2 separate regions of the Mus musculus genome follow, and region 2 is linked to region 1. A link is a contact called in public promoter capture Hi-C data. All regions are on one chromosome and are shown on one strand. Each heading gives the region's core, a stretch centred on a gene start, on an enhancer-like site or on the middle of the called end of the contact. The rest is flanking DNA. Distances are from core to core; before and after follow the strand shown.

What was found. Promoter capture Hi-C pulls out the DNA fragments that hold promoters and counts their contacts.
Region 2: a contact with region 1 is called in a promoter capture Hi-C map of liver, with 2.4 times the contacts expected there. The contact joins the enhancer-like site here to the promoter of Adam32 in region 1. A contact is called at or near these places in 6 of 39 promoter capture datasets (the 3T3-L1 cell line, 3T3-L1-derived adipocytes, embryonic stem cells and 3 more) and 1 of 484 Hi-C or Micro-C datasets (nephron progenitors).

The regions. Positions count from the first base shown.
Region 1 is chr8:24,946,959-24,950,669 of GRCm38.p6, forward strand. Adam32 (a disintegrin and metallopeptidase domain 32) reads right to left here and starts at 1,846. Exons shown (of 22, transcript NM_153397.2): 1 at 1,762-1,846. The coding sequence starts at 1,837. Adam9 (a disintegrin and metallopeptidase domain 9 (meltrin gamma)) reads right to left here. Exons shown (of 22, transcript NM_001270996.1): 22 at 2,653-3,711.
Region 2 is chr8:25,050,271-25,054,190 of GRCm38.p6, forward strand. It overlaps Plekha2 (pleckstrin homology domain-containing, family A (phosphoinositide binding specific) member 2), which reads right to left. Exons shown (of 12, transcript NM_031257.3): 10 at 2,090-2,153. Among named protein-coding and RNA genes, the nearest start is that of Htra4, 13 kb to the left of the region's middle. Within about 2 kb of position 1,736, at least 164 of the 459 cell types and tissues checked have an H3K27ac peak or open chromatin away from gene starts, as enhancers often do. A contact at or near this core is called in liver and macrophages, where this site is marked.

The DNA of each region.
Region 1 (3,711 bases), core at 596-3,095:
TCGGGTCTATCCCTGGAACGGATGCATCTCTGCAACATCAGCTGTTGACCCTCATGGGAGGATAGAGAGCAGGCGCTATATACAAACACTGGTTACTGCTCAGTTTTGCTATGAATCTGAAACTACCTTGAAATGTGAACTCTGATGATTTTTCTTTCAAAAAAAAAAAAAAAGTTTGAGGAACTGGAGAAATGGCTTAGAGGTTAAGAGCATTGGCTGTTTGTTCTTCCAGAGGACCAGGGTTCAATTCCCAGTATCCACAGGGTGGCTCACTACTGCCTGTGACCCCAGTTCTAGAGAACCTTCTCTGATTCACCCTCTTTTGACCTCTAAGCACACCAGGCCCACAAGTGGTACACAGACTTGTAGGCAGGCAAAATACCCATATACGGAAAATAAAGTTTAAATTTTTAAAAAAATCTTTTAAAAGCTGTTGGCAATTTTTTGTATTTCCCACAGTTTTAAAAATTAAAGATAATAGATTAAAATATTAAAATATGCATACATAAAATAATCAAAATTCAATATTTATATCCAATTGAATTTCATGAAGTTTGCTGGTATATACATATCTATATCTATGTAGATATAGATATAGATATCGAGAGAGAGATTTAGTATATATTAAATAAAAAGGCAAGGGAGTTGGGGTGGACAGATTAGAGGGAGGAAATGGAAAAGAATTAGTGATATATTTTAATTAAAAATAAAGAATAGTAAAGCTTGCTGGTGTGTTTTTGTTTTGTTTTGTTTGTTGTTGTTTTGTTTTGTTTTTCGAGTCAGGGTTTCTCTGTATAGCCCTGGCTGTCCTGGAACTCACTTTGTAGACCAGGCAGACCTGGAACTCAGAAGTCCACCTGCCTCTGCCTCCCGAGTGCTGGGATTAAAGTCGTGCGCCACCACGCCCGGCGCTGGTGTGTTTCGGCGCTGGTATGTTTTTGAATTCTACGTTGCAACTATTCTTTTTCCGTTTGTCCAGTGTGAGTGTAGTAAGCAGAGAGCTCACAACTACTTGAAAAGGCTTCTAAAGTTCTCCTTCTTGCACTTCTACTCAAGCCTGCAGCACAAGACTGGAAGCAGTAGCTACACAACCTAGTTGTCCTTTATTGAAGCACAGGTTCAGGAGATCCACAAAATGCAAAGCGACGCCAACTTTCTACTCCCCCCCCCCCCCCAAGAACGGTTCTTAGTTTTGAAGCGTGTTAACACCTAAAGGATATGAGGCTGATATTTTAGATGTTGCTATACATTCTTTATTCTTTACTTCTAATAAACCAGGAAGAGAACACTCAGAGCCCCAACCATGCCTTCTTCACCTTTCAAAAGATGCATTCCACAGCTTCAACAAATTAGCAGACCTCAGAGCTAGAGGCAAGCGTTGGACTGGCACCTGCTGGACAGTTGGACTCACAACAGCTTGATCATTGCCTGTCAAGTAGCCGAGCCCTACTTGATTCCAAAACTTAAGCAAGATTCTGCCCCTTCCCAGCTTCCACGCACCGCTGCATTTTCTCTGAGCCTGGGGGTTTGTGGCTTAATGTCTTTTCTTTCCTATTTCTAGAAGAACTATTATTGCATGTACATCGTGTTAGTAAAGTTATCTTGTGGAAACTGGGTATTTGTTTTTTTAGTTTAAGTGGTTTCCAGAAGCTGTTGGGAAGTGTTCTTTTGGGGTCCATTTTTTGAGCTTTATGATGTGCACGACAGACCTACAAGAAAAGTGCCCCCAATCTCAGAGAACCCGCCTTGCGGAGCGCTCACCGGGTCCTGATGCCAGCAAGGCCCCCAGCTCGGCCAGCAGCAGCAGCAGCAGTGTGTGCAGCATGGCGCCCAGCATGGCGTCTCCTGGAGTACCTAGACAGTTGTAAAGCCGTTGCGCGGGGCTGTGGGGCACGTGCCAGGGGCCACCGTGGGCCACGTCCTTGGAGCGCCCTAACCCCCTACCCCGCCTCCATCCTCCCCCTCCACCACCTACCCCAGCTCTAACAGAGCCAGGCTGCTTCGCAATGAAACCCGCATGCGCAGTACTGGAGAGGCTGCGAGGGCGCTCAGGTCAAAAAAGTACACACATACGTTTATACTCTTTCTAAGGCTAAACTACGACTGCATTTTAAGATGCGTGGACAAATTTTTCAAGAAAGCCTAAACTGATTTTCTTCCTTGGGGTCTACATTTCCACAGGCACACTGCTCCCATGGACCGCCAGGCTTCCTTCCAACCTGGTTCTCCGTGGCACTTCAGTTAAAATTCATATACCTTCCTTTTTTAGGAGCTTACCAGAATGGTTAATTTATACAGCAATGGCAGATCCTTGACATAAGAACCTACATTTTAGCCTTTGTCCTAGCTGGAATGGCAGCGCCCTAGTCACATGCTTCTTAAGTCAAGAGTCCTGTCAGTAAACTACTTTCTCCTTAGTATTTCTGAGGGCTTGTGGCCTTCAACACCGCCATATTTCTCACTAGGGCTGGTTCACCAGTGTTAGTACACACCCAACTGCTAAAGTACTTGAGTATCCTGAAAAAAAAAAAAAAATGAACAGTCTATCTTTTAATGTGTTTTCCTTAAGTGCAGTCACATTTGCCAAAAGCCCTAACACTGAAATTAAGAAGAACCCAAATAGTTATGTATTTATAAAGAGGACGACAAAACAAGAATTTCAAGTATTTTATTTGTTGTAAATGTTTTTATTTTAATATGTATATATACACAAACAATATTATTTTAAAAAACTAATGAAATTCAGTTAATATACCTATTATTAAACTTCTTTATGAAAGATTATGAAAAAATTTAAATGTTTAAAATTTTAGTGTCAATATCATTCCTTTCAAAGTACAAATTCATTTTAATACAGCTGAGAGAGTAATCCCAGAGACCAGTATAATTCTGTAGTTATCTAAGGAAACCACTGCTTCCTTCCTTTCTCCAGCCTAATGTTTACGAAAATATTAGTCAAAAGAGACAGGACCCAGCACACCTTAGTAAATGTAAACATTCTAGAGGACTTCACATCAAGCTTTGAAATTCAGAGTTTAGAGTTAAAGTGCTCATGAATTCTCAAGTGGTTTGGTAACACCTCAACTGTTGGAAGTATTCTCCCTGCTCCTGTTCGATCGACACCTATCTGCTTGGGTATACTAAACACCTCGTACCATAGAGTGTGCACTTCAAACAAAACAACACTGCTGCAATGCTTTACCATGATGCATAAAGAAAATTGAGAGTTGAATCAGTTCCTGTCATAGTCATTACAGTTGAAAAGATATTTGAAAATGGAAGCCCATAACTGATTGTGTTAAATCGATTTCTATCATAATTGTTATAGTTGAAAGATCATAAAAAATGGAAGCCAATAACTGAGTACACACCATATTTCACACTTTCCAAGTATATCATGATCTAGTAATTGTGGTTCTTGTGTAAGCTCCTTCGAGATATCTGCTTCTTTGTGCATTAAGAGACATAAGTCCATATAAATGGCTGTTAATCCATGCAAGATGAAAATGCAGACGTTATTGGCAATTAGTCTTCCTAAGTTAATACATGTTCAAATGGTCAACCAGAAACTATTAATGGTAACTGGGGTCAAAAAGTCAGGATTACGTTTAGCGCATAGTGACAAAGCTTACACTAATACAGTTAATTTGAGAATCATTACAGTAACATGCTCAGAATAACTTAATCCACGTCAAGTGCATTAAATCCACA
Region 2 (3,920 bases), core at 486-2,985, 100 kb after region 1:
AGCCCTGGGATTTATGTGTCTCTCCCTTCCCCTTCACACAACCAACTCTCAAGTCCTCGAGAGTGGACCTCTTCCATATGTCTCAAATTCGTCACTTTCCCTCATCCATCTAAGGTAAGCCCTTCTGAAGGACTGTCCGCCACGGCCTTCACATTGGCCTGTTTAGTCCTGCATTGCTCTTTTCTTATCTGTCCTTCATGATGCCTGGGATCAAATAGACTTCAGGGCCATCAGAAGGGCTTGGGTTGAGTTTTTCATCTCCATTTTACACACATACGGAGACTCTGAATATTAAATAAATTGTCTGAGTCCAAGAGCTGTGTCTTTCTGTCCTTATCTTACCTGCAACTCTATGGACCAGATATAAGCTTGCTAAGGAAGCAGGCAGGGCAGTGAGTCTCTGCCCATAGCATTGCAGCCTCCCTTGCAGCTATTCTCTTTCCTGGGCCCTTGCCATGGAGCCGTTCCATTGCCTGGCCCCCTCTCCTCCTGAATCCTTTAGTCATGTATGTGATTTCAGCTGCCTGATTACTTAGTGTGATAGTTTGTATATTTTTGGACCAGGGAGTGGCACCATCTGGAGGTGTGGCCTGGTTGGAATAGGTGTGTCACTATGTGGGTTTAAGACTCTCATCCTAGTTGCCTGGAAGTCAGTCTTCCACTAGCAGCCTTTGGATGAAGACGTAAAACTCTCAGCTCTGCCTGCTCCATGCCTGCCTGGATGCTGTCATGCTCCCACCTTGATGATAATGGACTGAACCTCTGAACCTGTAAGCCAGCCCCAATTAAATGTTGTTTTTTTATAAGACTTGCCTTGGTCATGGTGTCTGTTCACAGCAGTAAAACCCTAACTAAGACACTTAGCTTCAAGATCAGTTCTGTCTAACTCCATGTACCCAACCTCAGGCCATGCCTAGACCCTTGACTATACCCTACAAATATCAACGGCAAGAACTAGAAACTTCTGGGGCTGGAGAGATGGCTCAGAGGTTAAGAGCACTGACTGCTCTTCTGAAGGTCCTGAGTTCAAATCCCAGCAACCACATGGTGACTCACAACCATCTGTAATGAGACCTGATGCCTCATTACAGGTGTCTGAAGACAACTACAGTGTACTTACATATAATAAATAAATAAGTCTTTAAAAAAAAAAAAAGAACTAGAAACTTCCTCGAAAGCACAAGCTAGACCTTGCATCTAAATGGAAGAAGCACTGGAGAAAACTGGATTTTAGATTTAAGAGCAAGGTGACCCTCTCCCCATGATCCAGCCTCCTCTCTGCCATCTCTTCCTAGACAATATGCTTCTCTCAATGAAAATGGCTCGAGGATGCCCAAGGCTATCAGCAAGGCTGCTGGCATAAAGTAGAAAACAGTGAAGACACAGACCTGTTACTTAAAAAAAAAAATGGAAGAGAGGCCCCATCATTTTGTGGGAGGAATTCAGTAGGGGAAAGAGAAAAAAGGGAGATGGATGTTCCTAAAACCCCACGCGGGAAAGCTGCGAATTTTAAGGCTCAGAATCTCACATCAGCCTCTCCCTGTACTGGCTCTGTGGTCTTCTAGGCAGCCCAGGCGGAGGACTTGGCTCTAGCTGTCTTTGCGCTGCTTGGAAATCTGCCTTGCTAGCTGCTGTGACCTCATAGGGATTGGGAGAGCTCCAGATCTGGGGGTGGGGGGAAGGTCCTGGTAAGGGAACTGTCAGAGGCCAAACAATGGCTTTCTCTGTGCAGGCTGCCTGTGCACCTGTGCCGGCAAAGGGCCCTCTATGCTTCTGTCTTGTCTGCACACAGTAATGTCCATACATAGGCGGGACTTATAAATACCCTCCAGAGCAGAAGTGAAACCATCCACCAGTTCTCCTTTTCTCTGCTTAGTTGGAGCTCTGCAGCCCAGTGCAGCTGCTACAGAGGCTGGCATCCTCCCGCACCTCCCGCACAGCGGATAGACCTGCTTGTAGTATCCCAGGGTAGGGAAGCATCTAACCAACACCCTCCTTAGAATGAGATGGGACACTGGGTGCTGGAGGGAGCGGAGGCATCCACTCACATTCACAGAGAGGAAACGCTGGTCTGGGGGTGGACATTTACCTGTACGTAGAACGTCCTGGAGGTGGTTATGATTTCAAACAGGTTGTCCCTCATTAAGAGATCACTAGGCAAGGAGAGAGAGAGATACCATTACACTAAGCATTGTGAGAACTTTTTTTTTCCACGTTATTTCCTACAGTTTTCACGGTCACCCACTAATGCAACTCAAGACTTTCTCCTTCCTGTGGATAAGGCAGCCCGAGGCTCAGCGGCTGTAAATGCTATGTCTGTCCGAGGTACTGGAGATCAGAACCCATTGAGTCCAAATGTTCCTTTTCTAAGGAAGCCAGCACCATATCTCCCCCCCCCCGCCCCCCCCCCCCCCCCCGTCTCCTCCCGTCCTCACCCCACCCCCACCCCGCCCCCAGCAGTGACTTTCCCTACTCCACCCTGTCCTGCCCCCCAGCAGCTGCTCCGCCCACAGCTCGGAGTTCCTGCTCTCTGCCCTGCTGCCCTGGCCCAGGGGACAAGGAGCTGAGAAGAGAATCAGAAACTGAGAATCAGAAGCTGAATTTAAGAAGTGCTTCCCAGGAAACCGGTCACATCCTTAGCCATCAGAGAAATGCAAATTCAAATTATTTTGAGATTTCATCTCACGCCAGTCAGAAACAGCAGAAAGATAACAAATGCTGGCTAGGGAAAGAGGAACCCTTACTCACTAAGGGGAGGAGTGTAAATTAGTGCCGCCACTATGGAAATCAGTCCGAAGGTTCCTCAAGAAACTAAAAATAAAACTATCATATGAGCCATCTATACTACTCCTGACATATGCCCAAAGGACTCTACATCCTACCAGGGTGATGCTTGCACACCCCAGGCAATTACTGGCACTACTCAAAATAGCAAGGAAAAGGATCAACCTTGAGGCCCATCAGCAGATAAGTGAGATGCAATAGAATTTGTTTAGTCGTAAAGAAAAATAAAGGTGTTGGCTTAGCGTTTAAGAGTACTTCCTGCTCTCCCAGAGGACCTGAGTTCAATTCCCAGCACCCATATCAGAAGGGTCACAACCTCCTGTAACTCCAGTTCCAGGGCCTCTGACACTCTCTTCTGACTCCACAGGTATCAGCACATATGTGGAACACACTTACACAGATAGTCTACATACACATAGATATTTAAAAAAAATAACTTTTAAAAGAAAAGAAAAAAGAGGACTGGCAAGATTGCTCAGCGGGTAAGAGCACTGATTGCTCTTCCAAAGGTCCTGAGTTCAAATCCCAGCCACCACATGGTGGCTCACAACCATCTGTCATGGGATCTGATGCCTTCTTCTAGTGCATCTGAAGACAGCTACAGTGTACTTATGTATAGTAAATAAATCAGTCTTTGGGCCGGATCAAGCAAGGACTGAGGGAGTGGAGTTGACCGGAGCGAGCAGGGCTGACCCGAGTGAGCAGGGTTGACTGAAGTGAGCAGAGGTCCTAAAAAATTCAATTCCCAACAACCACATGAAGGCTCACAACCATCTGTACAGCTACAGTGTACTCACATACATAAAATAAATTAATAAATCTTTTTTTAAAAAGAAAAGAAAAGGAAAAAGAAAAAAATCATGGAGTTTGTGTAAAAATAAAAGAAACTGGGAATCATTATCTTTTTTTAAAGATTTATTTATTATATGTAAGTACACTGTAGCTGTCTTCAGACATACCAGAAGAAGGCATCAGATCCCATGACAGATGGTTGTGAGCCACCATGTGGTTGCTGGGAATTGAACTGAGGACCTTTGGAAAAGCAGTCAGTGCTCTTAACCTCTGAGCCATCTCTCCAGCCTGGAAATTGTTAGCATAAGCAACATAATTGAGCTGGGAAAAGGCTAATGTGTTTT